Regions from separate parts of the Muntiacus reevesi genome. Here region 2 is linked to region 1. The links are chromatin contacts, called in public Hi-C maps. All regions are on one chromosome and are shown on one strand. Each heading gives the region's core, a stretch centred on a gene start, on an enhancer-like site or on the middle of the called end of the contact. The rest is flanking DNA. Distances are from core to core; before and after follow the strand shown.

What was found. Hi-C and Micro-C count contacts between places; a contact is called where the count stands out from the background.
Region 2: a contact with region 1 is called in a Hi-C map of muscle, with 14 times the contacts expected there. The contact joins the promoter of LOC136151657 here to the promoter of LOC136151666 in region 1. A contact is called at or near these places in 2 of 3 Hi-C or Micro-C datasets (blood and muscle).

The regions. Positions count from the first base shown.
Region 1 is chr20:47,952,328-47,955,551 of mMunRee1.1, reverse strand. It overlaps LOC136151666 (large ribosomal subunit protein eL31-like), which reads right to left and starts at 1,920. Exons shown (of 1, transcript XM_065912974.1): 1 at 1,337-1,920. The coding sequence starts at 1,892. The coding sequence ends at 1,518.
Region 2 is chr20:48,675,858-48,679,122 of mMunRee1.1, reverse strand. LOC136151657 (small ribosomal subunit protein eS27-like) reads left to right here and starts at 1,374. Exons shown (of 1, transcript XM_065912959.1): 1 at 1,374-1,697. The coding sequence starts at 1,466. The coding sequence ends at 1,624.

The DNA of each region.
Region 1 (3,224 bases), core at 671-3,170:
CAGCCTTCTTGCCTGGAGAATCCCATGGACGGAGGAGCCTGGTGGGCTACAGTCCATGGGGCTGCAAAGAGTCAGACACGGCTGAGTGCACACACACTAGTGTGCTTGATTTTGAGGTCTGAGAATAGTCATGCCCATCTCATTTTATGTTAATGTGCAGAAGTCAGGATACCGGCCGCTCTTGATTTTGTGGTCCCTGGAAAGGAATAGCATATAGACATGCAACCCACTATTAATTCCAAACTGCTTTTCCCCCTTGTAAGCCTTTTTTTGAGGGGTTGATTTTTTTTTTTTTTTTTTTTGGCTAAACATTTCAAGGTATATTTCTTCTCCTTTCTCCTCTTATTGTAAGCTAAAATCATATACAGCCACTCTAGGAACATAGTTTGGCAGTTTTGTTTTGTTTGTTTTTTTTTTACAAAGTAAAGTGTATGCTTACCACACGATCCACCAATCCCACTGCTAGGGTATTTACCCAAAGAAGTGAAAACACATGTCCACACAAAGGCCTGTACTTGACTGCTCACAGCAACTTTACTCATAATAGACAAGAACTGGAAACAATTCAAATGTGCAACTGGTCAAAGGCGCACAGTCCATCCGTACAGTAATGGATATTCATCGTCTGGATATTCATTCAGCTTCAGCAAGCTGAATGAATTACTGATGCAAGTCACCACATGGATGAAGCTCAAATGCATAATGCAAAGTGAAAGCAGCTTCGATGCAAGAGAACAGTTCCCAAGAACACTGTCACAAGTCTAGAGGGACACTGAGGTCCCCGCAGCAACACGAAAGAGCTGCGTGTACCCCAAATCAACTCGAGATGAGGCCCTATTCCCCTGCATTGGCTCCAGAGCAATAACACATTCCCCATCAAATAAGACAAGTGGCTTGACTTCCTTTAGGCAACTCCAGAGATTCCCCGAGAACACCGTCCCAAGTCTAGAGGAACACCAAGTTCAGCACAGCAACTCGAGAAAAGCTCCTTGTACCCCAAGTCATCTCGAGATGAGAGCAGATTCCCTGATTACGAATCAGGAGGAATGCAAACTTTCCACAAGCACCTCAAGAGGAGGCCTCTCTCAGCTATAGGTATGTGAGAGGGACCTGGAATTAGCTGACTCAAGTGGACAGTATTTGAAATTCTCTACAAAGCGAAACCACAGTGGCAGAAACCAGAGTGCTAGCCAGGGGTCAGGGAAGGCTGGGACCAACAGCCAGGGGACCCGAGGGAGGTTTGGGGAGAGCTGGAAACGCTCAGTGTCGTGGCTGTGGAGGTGGCAACCACATGTCACAGCTCATCACACTTTATACGTAAAACTGGGGGATTTTATTGTTTAGGGAATATGTCTCAACAAAGCTGATAAAAATCATGCGGGAGAAAGAAAGAAAGATGAAAGTAATGAAGGTGTTAAACGACTGGTTCCCAAGCCCCTGGAGGACTTCCCGGGTTGCTGAGGTCAGGTTTTCTTTTTTTTTTTGGCAGTTCATTAACTTTATTGGACCATCAGCAATTAGTTCTCATCCACAATGACTGTCTGTAGATTTTTGAAGGTGGTGACGGGCACGTAGGTAGCCAAAGTGTAGAGCTTGTTTGGAGAGTCTTCGTCTTCATTACATTTTCTGGACAGCCGCACACGGATCCGGTGTGGGACATTCCTGACTCCTTTTGCCCAGACGGCTTTCTTGAGCCTGGTGTCGATGCGCACGTCCGGAGTTCCCATCTCCTTCATGGCAAACTTCCGGATTTCTTTGAGTGCCCTAGGGGCACGCTTCTTGAGACCCACTCCATGGAAGCGCGTGTGAATGTTGATGGTGTATTCTCCTGTCACCACCTCGTTGGTGGCGGACCGGCCCTTCTTCTTGCCGCCCTTCTTTGCGGAAGCCATCCTGCAGGGCCGTGGTTGGAAAGGAGGTTTTCTTTACTGCCCTCGAACTGCACACATTTCCCTCCCCTCACCACCACCCCCAACCACCAGTGCTCCGATCAGAGCTGCCCTCCCATTCTCCCCAACACCTCTTCTTCCGCTGGGCAGGAGCCAGGCTGTCTGGGTCCAAGGGAGCCAAGGGGAGCCCTTCCCCACGGAGTCCTTCCCTAACTCCCCCTGTCAAGCTGTTCCTCTGAGCTGGCCCTTCACTCCCACGGCCATATTGCAGACCTTGGGCGAGATTTATCACGTGTGTTTGAGTGAAGGTGTTCAGGCTAGAGAACAGAGGAATAGACCACTAGGGAAGATGCAGAATGAGAGAGAAAGGCAATTATTTTAAGGAATTGACTCCCACAGGGTTTTGGAACTGGCAGATCTGAAAATCGCGGGGCAGGCTGGGAATGCAGCAGTCTTGAGTCCGCAGGCTGGAAACACAGGCAGAATTTGTCTGCTGCCTGCTTTATTCAAAATCTACTGATTTAAATGTAAATCACATCTTTAAAAGAAAACCTTTTTACACAACACCTCAACTGATGTCTGACCAATCAATTGGATATCATAGCCCAGCCAAGTTGACACATAAAACTAACCATCACAAATGGGTACCCACATCTTCAATAGCCTCTTTCCGGCCACTTAAAGGCATTAAAAGTCTGGGTTTGGGCTCTAGCTCTGTTTGCTAGCTGTGTTACCTTGGGAAAGTTTCTTGTCTCTCTGGGCCTCTATTTCCCCCAATATAAGCCAGGAGCAGCAGTAGGATTGTTAGCATAAGGATTAAATGAGTTAATCAGTACCTTCAAAGAACCTAGATGAGTACTCAGCACAAATAACCTAATTATGCCTGGCATTATTCTAAACTTCAGAAATAATAGCTAATTTTCCAGGAAAGTTTCTATTCATCTTAAAATTACATTTATTGGTTAAGAAACTCCTTGATCACAGCCAATGAATGACTTGAATCAAGGAAGGTGAAGGGAAAGCAAAAGTTTGCAGTAAATAAATGAAGTATTATGAATATTAAGATCTCCAGAGATTTAGGAAGGATTGAATGGAAGGATTAAAGTGAATTTTTCTAGCACAGAAAAAGTGCTCAATAAATGAAATTATTCTACTCTAGAGACCATAATGGTCATAATACCTCATTTATTTGGTGTCAAATCCTTATACTTTGCTTTCCAAATGAGAGAAGCGGGCAGAGGCATCAGCAGCTCCTCCTCCAGGGACTTCCCTGGTGGTCCAGTGGTGAGGACTCCACGTCCACTGCCAGGCTCGCAGGTTCAGTCCTTGGTCGAG
Region 2 (3,265 bases), core at 125-2,624, 720 kb before region 1:
GTGGTTTCCTGTCAAGTACATGCTCCACCCTGGGGCTTGGTCTCCCCCCGGGAGATCGTGGCGTGCCTTCTCCAGATCCCCCCTTATCTGAGTCCACAGATTTTCAGCCTGTCTTCAGACTCACAGGGCAGTGTGAAGACTGCCCTTTAACCCCAGACGTCATCCGTGGAATTAAACCGTACCAGAGTCCACGGTGCCCTAGGAATTAGACTTCCTCCACTGTATCTCTGTCTCCTTTGTCTGAATCTTGACCACCAGTACTGACCATGTGGACCACCATTTCCCGGCTCACTTTTTCCACCCCGCCCCACCTGTCGGCCAACACCCACACCATCCCGGAGAAATCGGATGCAGAAGCCCATCTGTGACATTTTAGATCTTCTGTAAGCCGTATTTCAAAACAGAAAGAAGAGGGCTTCCCTGGGGGTAAAGAATCCGCCTGCCAAAGCAGAAGACCCGGGCTCAGCCCCTATCTGGGAAGATTCCCTGCATCTCGGAGCTCCCGAGCCCAAGCACAGCTGTTGAGCCTGTGGGAGCCCAGGATCTGCAACCACTGAGCCCACGTGCGCGAGAGCCCGCGTGTGCGGCGGGAGAAGCCGAGCACCGCGGCCCCACTCACTGCGGCTGGAGGAAGGGCACGCGGCAGCCAAGACCCGCCGCGGCCGAGAGCAAACAGCAAGCAAAATTAAAAAGGAAAAAGAAACCGGCAAAATTAATTTCAATCATGCATTTTGTTTCACACAGTGTGGCCAAAATGTCATCGTTTCAACATGCAATCAATAGTTTTTAAAAATTGTCAGGACCGTATCTGACATTCTTGTTTTCGTACCAAGACTTCACGGTCTAGTCTGCACCCTTCACTGGCAGCGCACCTCGCTCTGGATTACTGTCAACTCACTCGGTGCCTGGCGGCTACAGGTGGCCAGTGACTGCCGCCCTGGACAGCACAGGACAGGCGGCGGGGTAGTCATAGTAACAGTAACTAGTGGAGACGATGTCCTTGTCACTTGCCCAGGACTCTACTGAGCCTCTGAGACTTTTCATGCACTAATAAGCTTAAGCTTCACAGCAATCCCGCAAGCTAGAGACTGTTGTTAACCCCATGTTGCAAACGAGGAAACAGTCTCAGAGATTGAAAGACTGTACTTACCACTCGTCTGCCCTGCGCCCTGACCTATGGAACACTTAGTAAGCACAGGAGTTGCTAAGTCTGAGAAGTCACATATCAAAAATGCACGTAAAGGTTAAAGATGCTATGGATGGGTTCCTCCAGCTAGGTTTCCGTGGAGATCTCATTCTTCTGTCTGCACGCTCCTCTCACGCTGATTTGGGATCACAGAAGGCCCTCATTTGCCCTCCACACTTCCCAGGACAACTCGCAAAGGATCTTCTTCATCCCTCTCCAGAAGAGGAGAAGAGGAAACACAAGAAGAAGCGCCTGGTGCAGAGCCCCAATTCCTATTTCATGGATGTAAAATGCCCAGGATGCTGTAAAATCACTACCATCTTTAGCCATGAACAAACAGTAGTTTTGTGTGTTGGCTGCTCTACTGTCCTCTGCCAACCTACAGGAGGAAAAGCAAGGCTTACAGAAGGATGCTCTTTCAGACGGAAGCAGCACTAAAAACACCCTGTATCAAGATGAACAGGAGACCATCCCAATAAACAAGTTTTGGATACCAAAAAAAAAAAAAAAGAAAAAAGATGCTATGGATGATAGAGCAAAAAAGTTTGGATGAGCAAATCCATGTTTTGAAAGTCATCAGAGAGGACAGTCGTATACTTCCAGAAGCTACCTCCCTGTGCCATGGCCAGAAAAATGGATGAAAAACACGACAAAGCGTAGCTTTTATTATGTTCTCAGGCTTTGAAAGCTTCAGAAAGAATTAGCTGAGAGAAAGTTCATTTTCAACATTTCTGACAGATGATTAAAATCAAGCTGGTTTCCTTTTGGTCCCGTCATGGGGCAAACTCTGCCAGCCTCTGGGGCCACTCTTGTTAGCCGGGCACACAGCGGGGGTTGAGGGCAGCTGCTTTCTCACATGCTGTTTTCAAAGACTTCTCCAGGATGGGTATCTGTGGCTTCCTTCTCCTGTCCTTGAGAACCTAGAGAGATGACTTCCCAGCAATAGGAAGGGGAGACCTGTCCCCTCCCTCAACAGATGGAAGAAAGACCACCTCCCAGCAGTAGTCTTGGGTAATTACACCTTTCTTTGTGCCACAGTTGAGCCTCTGGGAAACATTTACCTCTTTAACCTTCAGACTTCACTATCCTAATTGAAAAGAACCTATGAAATGTATGAGGATTAAGTTCCATTTCAAGGAACAGAAAATCAAGTAGTGATTTACACAAGTTAGAAATCCAATTCTCAACCCAAACAGTCTGTGATCAGCAGGGCTTGAGTTTGTCTTATTCTGTGACTTTATCACCCTCCCCAGATGGTTTCTGTCTCGTGGACCAAAATGGCTGCCCAGATCCAGTCATCTCATCACATTCCAGCTAACAAAAGAGGTGAAAGGGCAGGGAAGGAATAAGCCCTCTCTTAAGGACTCTTCCTAAAAGCTGTATATACAGCTTACATAAATGCCATACTGACCAGAGCCCAACACAAGGCCTTCAAAGCTTCAAGAGAGGATGAGGAATGTGATCTCCGATCTGGTGTGTCTGCAGCAACAGGCGAATGTGCCTCTCAGACTTCTGACTGCAGGGAGTACAATCATTGGAGGTCCCCAGCTGCTGTGTTCCAAAATCCGTCACTGCGTTTGCAGGGAGGTCATCCTTCCCGCAAGCTGCCCCAGCCTGGGTGTATCAGTAATACTAAGGTACCCTTGGTTGTATTCACACAACCTCTCTGACGGGGAACACCAGCTAGAGAACTGTATGAATTACCTCTTCCCACATAACAAATTAAGTCTTCCCTGAAGGCTCGGTGGTAAAGAGTCTGCCTGCAACGCAGGAGATGCAGGAGACCCGAGTTTGATCGCTGGGTCAGGAAAATCTCCTGGAGGAGGGCATGGAAACCCACTCCAGTATTTTTGCCTGGAGTGGACAGAGGAGCCTGGCGGGCTACGGTCCATGAGGTCGCCAAGAGTCAAGACTGAAGGGACTTGGCACGCTTGTAGAAGTCCAAATTGTGTAGTTCACAAGCATGGCCAGGAGGTGGCAGTCGTGACCAATGAGAAAATCCTGCGGCTCTGCCTCTATCAGCTGTTCATTGCCCGGTGGATGCTTCCTGGACCTAATCTGATTCTTATGAAAGCGATT